Regions from separate parts of the Gossypium arboreum genome. Here regions 2 and 3 are each linked to region 1. The links are chromatin contacts, called in public Hi-C maps. All regions are on one chromosome and are shown on one strand. The core of a region is the stretch at or near the end of the contact, and the rest is flanking DNA. Distances in the headings are between cores, read along the strand shown.

Region 1 (2,743 bases), core at 140-2,639:
GTTATTCAAACAGAGTAGTTCATAAAATGCTAAAATTTAAATTTATAGCTTAATTCCAAAGAGAAATGGCTAGACATGCTGAATAGCAAGCAATTTGGTATTCAACTTAAAAATCACCAGTCAAATGAAAAACAAACAAAAAAAATCGCATTATCCTCATGGACAAGCAACTTTACTACCGTTGTTGACTTGTTGTGAAGGTCATCAGAGTTGACCCAAAAACAACACTGTGATGTCCCAAAAACAACACAAATAAGAAATAAAAGAAAATAAATTCACTTCTATTCTACTAACCGCTCAACACCAAATCCAACACCAATGTTGTTTGAACCAGCCGACCGGTCGGATTGGTTTAACCTGGTACGTAGCTTTGAACTGATTAAATCGTGAATCCGTACAACCAATATTTAAATTTTTTTTCATTTTTTAATCGGACCGATCCACCGGCAAACTGGTGGCCTCAACAACCGATCCGGTTTAATAAAACATTGTCCATCACAATCAAAGGAGAAGTTTCTATATTTATTTATATAAATATCAAAAGCAAAATTATATTAGATGCGAAATTCAAACCGAAATAGCATTAAAAAGAAAAGGAAAAAAAACCTGCTTCTTCTTTCGAGCCAAATTCCAAATCCTCCAGCACATATTCTCCAGTCTCGTGTTCCTCTCCTTAGGACCCCTCGTAGCAGCAGCCTAAAACCGAAAAATATATTTTAAAAAAGTATACTTAAATTAAACACTCAAAACAGTCCATTATTCAAATTGAACACAAAAAACAGAGAGACCGGAAGAATTTCGAGTATTACTATGTTTAGAAGAGAGAGAGAGAGAGAGAGAGAGAGAGAGAGAGAGAGAGAGAGAAAGAGTGAGAACAGCCAAAAAGAAGGTGAAAACGAAACCGTACTCGAACCCAAGAACGGTGGAGATCGGTCTCGTCGAAACCAGTGATAACCTCTTCCACGAAGTAACGAGTTGGACTGAAATGACCTCTCTCCCTCAGCAACAATGACGATTTCGCTTCATCGATCCCTGGACCAACGTCCAAGATCGCTTCCAGGTAACTGTTTATCCAATCGTTTCCCGCCATTCTTTGACTGAAAAAATCCACCAAACAAATACAAAAGAATTAAAAAAATAAAAGAAACCGAAGGAACTGAATTTACAGAGTCTATGGCGGTGTAGCAAATATTTAAAAAAAAAATTAAATTAATGATAACAGTATCATTAGGTGCTAGAAAACGGATGATGAAAGAGCGGAAATCTATTAAAACCTGATGAGACAGTTATGTTAAATTTCTTGTGGGTTTTGTTTTCTTTGGGTCCCAAGCGGAGCTTTTGAATTTAAATACAGGGATGAGGTTGACGCGTGTGATAGTTTTCTTGGTTAGAGGGACCAACACGTGTTACGTGATGAAGAAATAAGATATAATAACTAAATTATTAATAACTTTATATTTTAAGTAAAAATTATAAAATTATTATTTAATTATTCAAAATTCTTATTTAAATTATTAAATTATTAAAATTATTGTTTTATAATATTTTCTATTCATATTACTTACACCAATTGAAAATAATTTTTCTACTCTCTTTAAAAATCAATTTATATTAATAAATTAACTTTAAACATCACAATTCTATAAATTAAAATTTAAATATTTTTTTCTAATACAAGACACTTTAGAAGTATCTAAATTTACACATAATAAAAGTATCTAAATTAATTTTGACCATTATTTTAAAGAAAAACTGTTTAGACCTTTTTTCTTTTACCTCCTGACTACGGACGTAATTGTGTGTCAGAGTAAAGTAACATAGTTAAATATTATTTCGATATTTAATTATTATGTAAAATATTGAAAATGAATAAGGGTTAATTCAAAAGATGACCCAATTTATAGACTAAACTCTAAATTTATCCTAAGATTTAAAATTCTACAACTGAATCCTAATATATTAAATATTGTAGGTTTGACATTAAGTCCAAAATGGACATAATGCGGAGCGAAATTTTAACACGTGAATACCAATTTAAACATATGGAGCAATCAGGTCAATTTTACCTTTTAGGGTTTGAAATTTTAAGGATTTTCATACCATATTGTTTCTAATTGCTTCATATGTTTAAGTTAAATTGGTATCTACATCAAAATTTAAGCCATCATTAAACGCTCAAATTTACGATTAAATTAACAAAAAATTCAATGATAATATACTTACATTTTATGAATGGGATAACTCCTAAAATTATACATAAACTATGGTTTAATGTGTAATTGTATACATGAAATTTGATTTTATGTTATTTTATACATAAAATTTTGACTTTATTTCATTCTTGTAAATTATTGACATAATTATTTATATAACGTCATTTTATTTTTATATATTGCATAAATAAATAATTATATTTAACCTATATAAAAATAAATTAATGTATTTATTTCTTTAAATGTGCATAATTAAATTAAAATTAAAGTTTCAAGTATATATTTGAATCACAAATAGAGTTTCAGTATTTATAATTGTACTAAATTAAAGTTGATGTATACAATTGCGCATTAAATCAAAGTTTATATATAATTTTGAGATTTATCCTTTATGAATTTAATTGAATTGAATTTTTTAAAATTTGGAAGCTAATTTAAAATAAGTCCATAATTTGAAGACATCTCATGGAATTAACACAAAACTCATGAGTATAATTATTATTTTACAACATATACATATCGGATAATCT
Region 2 (2,743 bases), core at 68-2,567, 340 kb after region 1:
AATACTATAATGTCTTGAGTTTAAATTTTAATATGCATAGGTATTTTTATATTTTATATAAAAAATAAGAATATTTCAAAATAATATTTGTTGTTTTATAAAAGTAACGGATTTTTGTTAAATTTATAAATCAACTGGAATTTAGTTGATAAATATGTCATGATGTAGTACAAACTATTTATATCATTCACATTGTGGGTGTGTAAGAATAGCAGTAGATTAAATGTTTGCAATTTTTAAATTATGTAAATCGAAATTCTTAAATCTATCTAAAATTTAAAATTATTTATTATTTATAATATTATTTGAGTAATATTATCTATAAATTATCTATCAGATATTTGAATTTATAAAAAACTAATTTCGAAAAAATGTAATTATCTTTAGGAATGCTAAATTTGCAAAAATAAAACTAATTTCATTTTTGTTTGGATATCCTAATTTGTAAAAGTTTGAATTTGAATTGACCAGAATATTTTAGGTTTAAAAGTGTAAAAACTCCTCAAATTTTTTCAAAAATGCAATTAAGTCTCTTTCTCTCTCTTTTGCATCAATTAAACACTTAAACTTTCAAAATGCATCAAACAGGCCCTCAAATTTTTTCAAAAAAAGCAATTAAGCTCTTGCTTTTTTTTTTCACTCAATTAGTACTTGAACTTTCAAAATACATCAAGAAGACCCTCAAAATTTTTCAAAAAAGCAATTAAGCCCATGCTCTTATTAAAATTAGAAAAAATTATAAAAATAAAAAATTTAAATTTTAAAAATATAAAAATATAAAATATAAAATTTTATAAAAATCATAAAAAAAACTAGGGTTGTTAATTTGATTATGATTTTTATAAAATTTACAATTTTTATATTTTTATGATTTTATAAAAATTTCTAATGTTTAATAAATTTTAAATTTTTCATATTTTTATTAAAATTTAATAAATTTTCTAAAATTTATTTTTTTATTTTTATAATTTTTCTAATTTTAATAAAGCCAAGGGCTTAATTACTTTTTTGAAAAAGTTTAGGGTTTTTTGATGCATTTTGAAAGTTCAAATACTCAATTGAGTGTAAAAAAATAGGGCTTAATTACTTTTTTAAAAGTTTAAAGTTTTTTATGTATTTTAAAATTTAAGTATCTAAATAAATAAAAAAATATATAGAAGCTTAATTACTTTTTTTTTTAAGCTTGAAGGTTTTACACCTTAAGCCAATATTTTATATTCATAATCAAATTTATAAGCTGTGAATTTAAATATCCGAATTTTCATCTGTTATTCAAATTAATAATACAAATTTAAGTAATAAATGTGTAAAATACCAATCCACATCTACTTCGAATCCATAATTTTAAAATCCAAATTCCAAATATTAAATAGGGAATATCTGAATTCGTTGTACAATTTGCCAAGATCTAATAAAAATTACCAAAATTAAATTGGTGGGATTGTCCAAGTTCGGTGTAGGCCGAATCTAGGTGGGCTTGGCCTATAGCACCTATCGTCAGTTACCGCTCTCAGATCTCTCTCTTCGTTTTTCTTTTTAATTTCATTTCAAATTTCCGTTTGTTTCTTCTAGTCTTTGATTATCCGTCATTTCTTTTTCATACTTGATTTGAATCCCTACACTGAGTTCGCATTCTCGTTCATTGTAATTATCCGAATTATAAAAGTAGAGATCATCAGAGACCGGCGATCAATTCTCTGTTTCGATTCTTTATATGCGTTAAGAGTGTGATATGGAGGGTTTACCTACGACCACTAAAGGAGATAAACGATGGAGATCTAAGAATCTGCAAACATCCAAGCCTTCTTTGTTGATGGCTTTTTTCTCTTGCATCGCTTGGCTCTATGTCGCTGGCCGGTTCGTATTCTTTTCTCTTCGTTTTTATTTTTTGCTTCTCGATATTCAAATCCATTGCGCAAGTTTCGTCGAATTTGTTTTTCATTTTGGTTTGTATTTAGAAAGGGAAAAAGAAGATCGTAGAATCTAAACTCACATTCAATTAAATCAGCCTAACATTTTTTTGTTGATTATTGGTTTTTTAATAAATTTCCCTAGCTAGGAAATTTTGTTAATCTGAATTATTTTTTATTTTACGAAAATTTGATGAACATTAGGTTTTTTTTTTCTTTTTCTTCATTTTTTTTCTCAATTGTTAATTTCTCCGTCTGTTCGTGGAATTTGGTTTTCCATTTCGGACTGTATTTAGGGAAAAGTTAGGATCGTAGACTCTAAATTTATATTCAATTTCACCTTTTTAAAATAAATTTTCATAGCTGAAATTTTGATTAATCTGAATTATTATTATTTTTGTGAAAAATTGATGAAAATTAGGGGGTTTTTTCCCCCATTTTCTTCATTTTTATTTCTCAATTGTTTATTTGGTTTTCCATTTCTGACAGTATTTAGGGGGAAAAATAGGATCGTAGAATTCTAAATTTATATTCAATTAAATCAGCCTAACATTTTTGTTAATAATTGTTTTAATAAAGTTTCGTAGCTAATAAATTTATTAATCTGAATTATTATTTATTTTTCGAAATTTGATAAAAAAGTTATGTTGTTTTTTCTTTGTCTTCATTTTTGTTTCTCAATTGTTAATTCCAATGCGCTAGTTTGTGGAAGTAGGTTTTTCATTTCGAGTTGTATATAGGGGAAAAGAAAAGATCGTAGAATCTAAATTTATAGTCAATTATATCAGCCTAACATTTTTGTTAATTATTGTTTCATTTCCGTACCTAACAAA
Region 3 (2,743 bases), core at 132-2,631, 270 kb before region 1:
GAATGTCAATTTGAATATTAAATACATGGATCATATTATAAATATGTTTGTATCTACTATATCAAGAACTTCACTTGACGTGTTAAAAAAAGACAATACTAATAAAAATTAGGCTAATTGTTTATTTTTTAATTCATGTGTTTTAAGGTCAAATTCTGCTGTTATTCCCTACACCATGTATATGTTGTGAATTTAGTTTCCATACTCTAATTTGGTTAAATTTTTGTCCATCTACTTTTTGAATTTTGAAATTTAGTCATGACCCAAACGATAGTAATCAAATCGATTAGGTAAAGTTCTACTATCAGTCCATAAGTTGTGATTTAATCCCTATTCTCCAATTTGACTATTTTTGGTCCTTTTACTTTCTGGAATTTTACAATCTAAACATGCCTCGATCAATAGTTGTTAAATCTATTAATTAAAATATTTGTTTTATTATGTTGTCAATGCATTATACATGTGATAATATATTTGCTATATAAGATTTTGGAAATAGCAAAATATAACTTAACAAATTTAACTATTGTCTTTTGGTCAAGATTATAGTTGCAAAATTTGAAAAGTACAAGAACTAAAAATGACCAAATTAAAGTATATAAACTAAATCTACAATTTACGCATAGTAGAAGGACTAATAGTATAATATATCTTTGTGTTTTAAATATGCTCAACGTTAAATTTAAACGGGTTTTTAATGCCCAGCCTAATAGCCAATCTTACGAATGTCCTTATAAATACAATATCGACACTTTGATGACTAAATTAGAGCACTTTAAACTTTGATGACCCAATTTAGAATTTGATGACCCAATTTAGAATTTAAGTCATAATTGAAGGGTGCTTGATGGAATTAACCATTTTTAATAAGGGATAAAAGCAACATTTACTCCGCAAACTTGGTAGCTTTCTCCAACTTGGTCCTTTTAACTTTTTAGTCCACATTAATCTTAAAAACTGGGCAAGTTTTCTTATTTTGACTCTTAAACTAGGATTCCAACAATGTGAGAGAATGTTTCACTATAAAATTATACCATATTATCACTTGAAAATTTATAAAAATTATATAAAATGCAAAAGATTACAAAAAAACCTAAGAAATTATAATTTTCTTTTAAAATATTTCAAATGATGACGTGACAAGTACCATGCCATTATACCTTAATGGAATACAAGTTTAGGAAACTAAAAAGGGAAAAACTACCAAGTGCTAGGACTAATGTGGATTGGGAAAAGAGTTTAAGGACTAAGATAAAAAAAATTACCAAATTCAGATACTGAAGGGTACTTTATCCCTTTAAAACAGCAAAGGAAGATTTATGTGTAAAGCGTGTTAGAAACGTGCCATTGAGAAAAGGTGATGGGTAAAAACATTAATGCCTTTTGGGGCAATGGTTCTTCTTCGGTCTGCCCAAAACATAAATAGACAACAGATTATAGTATTTAATGCACTTACCATATCCTCTCTATGTCTGTGTGTATATATATCTCAAGGATAAACATTAAACAATTGCAACTAACACAAGATTTCATCTTTTTAGTTCAATTTTAAGGAGGAAAAGCAACCCCCCCCCCCCCCCTTCTTTTATCCTCCTGCTATAAACCAAAGGCAGAGCTTTAAAAACTAGAGTGTTGAAACAAAAAAAGTTCAAAAATGGTGGAAATGTTTGCGGCTGAGAATGGACTTAAAGGAGACCCAAGGCTTCAAGCTATATCAAACGCCATAAGGGTTGTTCCTCACTTCCCAAAACAAGGTCTTTTCCCCCTCTTTTTTTTGTTTTTTTGTTTTTTATTTTCACTGAAGGACTGTGTTTTTAAAGAAGACGGTGTTTGTTTCTCGGGGAAAAAACAGGGATTATGTTCCAAGACATAACAACGTTGTTGTTGGATCACAAGGCGTTTAAAAATACGGTGGACATATTTGTCGATCGATATAAAGACATGGATATCTCTGTCGTTGCTGGTACTCGCTATCTTGTCTCTTCTTCTTCTTCTTCTTCTTCTTCTTCTTCTTAACTACTCTGTTTTTTTTTTCTTTTTCTTTTTAAATGTATTTTACTTGGTGTTTTATATATTCTTTTTAGGGAAAGAAATTAAGCAGGTCTTCAAAGCTGATTTGTGCCGATTTATTTATTTATTTATGTTCCTTAATGTTTAGAAGCAGCATTCTTTATAATTAGTTATTATTAATATTTATTATTTTTGACATGGATAATTTTCTTTTATTATTGGAAATGATGTTTTAAAAAATACAAATAAGCTTCTTCATTTATAAAGGTTACAATTAGAGTTAACTATTTGTGGACGATATTATAAAGGTTAAGTTACGTGAATCAAATTTTAAATTTGAGAGATTAAAATGATATTTTGGGCTTTTGTTTTTAAAGATAAAAACATGTTTATGTAGGAGTTGAAGCAAGAGGATTCATGTTTGGTCCAACGATTGCCTTAGCCATTGGTGCGAAGTTTGTTCCTCTGCGAAAACCCAAAAAGTTGCCAGGTACTTGTATATATACATATACACATAAATGTATAAATAATGTATACAAACAGGGGCGGTTTAGGTGGGCTGGCAGGGGTGCGTAACCTCAAAATGGAAATTTTTTATTTAAATCTTTTATAATATATAAAATTTTAAATTATTAATAGTAAAATTGTACTTTAGTCTCTTAAAAATAATAAAATTTTAATCTAATTCTCTAAAAATTATAAAGATATAAACTATTAAAATAACAAAATTACA

The links. A called contact is a pair of places that touch in the nucleus more often than the background predicts.
Region 2: a Hi-C map of leaf shows a contact between it and region 1, with 5 times the contacts expected there. The contact joins the promoter of LOC108484190 here to the promoter of LOC108484177 in region 1. A contact is called at or near these places in 3 of 5 Hi-C or Micro-C datasets (all in leaf).
Region 3: a contact with region 1 is called in a Hi-C map of leaf, with 4 times the contacts expected there. The contact joins the promoter of LOC108486307 here to the promoter of LOC108484177 in region 1. A contact is called at or near these places in 2 of 5 Hi-C or Micro-C datasets (both in leaf).

The regions. Positions count from the first base shown.
Region 1 is chr6:101,454,453-101,457,195 of ASM2569848v2, reverse strand. LOC108484177 (probable sucrose-phosphate synthase 1) reads right to left here and starts at 1,389. Exons shown (of 14, transcript XM_017787871.2): 1 at 1,275-1,389; 2 at 908-1,097; 3 at 607-696. The coding sequence starts at 1,090.
Region 2 is chr6:101,112,282-101,115,024 of ASM2569848v2, reverse strand. It overlaps LOC108484190 (hydroxyproline O-galactosyltransferase HPGT3), which reads left to right and starts at 1,317. Exons shown (of 12, transcript XM_017787891.2): 1 at 1,317-1,857. The coding sequence starts at 1,733.
Region 3 is chr6:101,724,125-101,726,867 of ASM2569848v2, reverse strand. LOC108486307 (adenine phosphoribosyltransferase 5-like) reads left to right here and starts at 1,381. Exons shown (of 6, transcript XM_017790292.2): 1 at 1,381-1,754; 2 at 1,853-1,963; 3 at 2,408-2,500. The coding sequence starts at 1,655.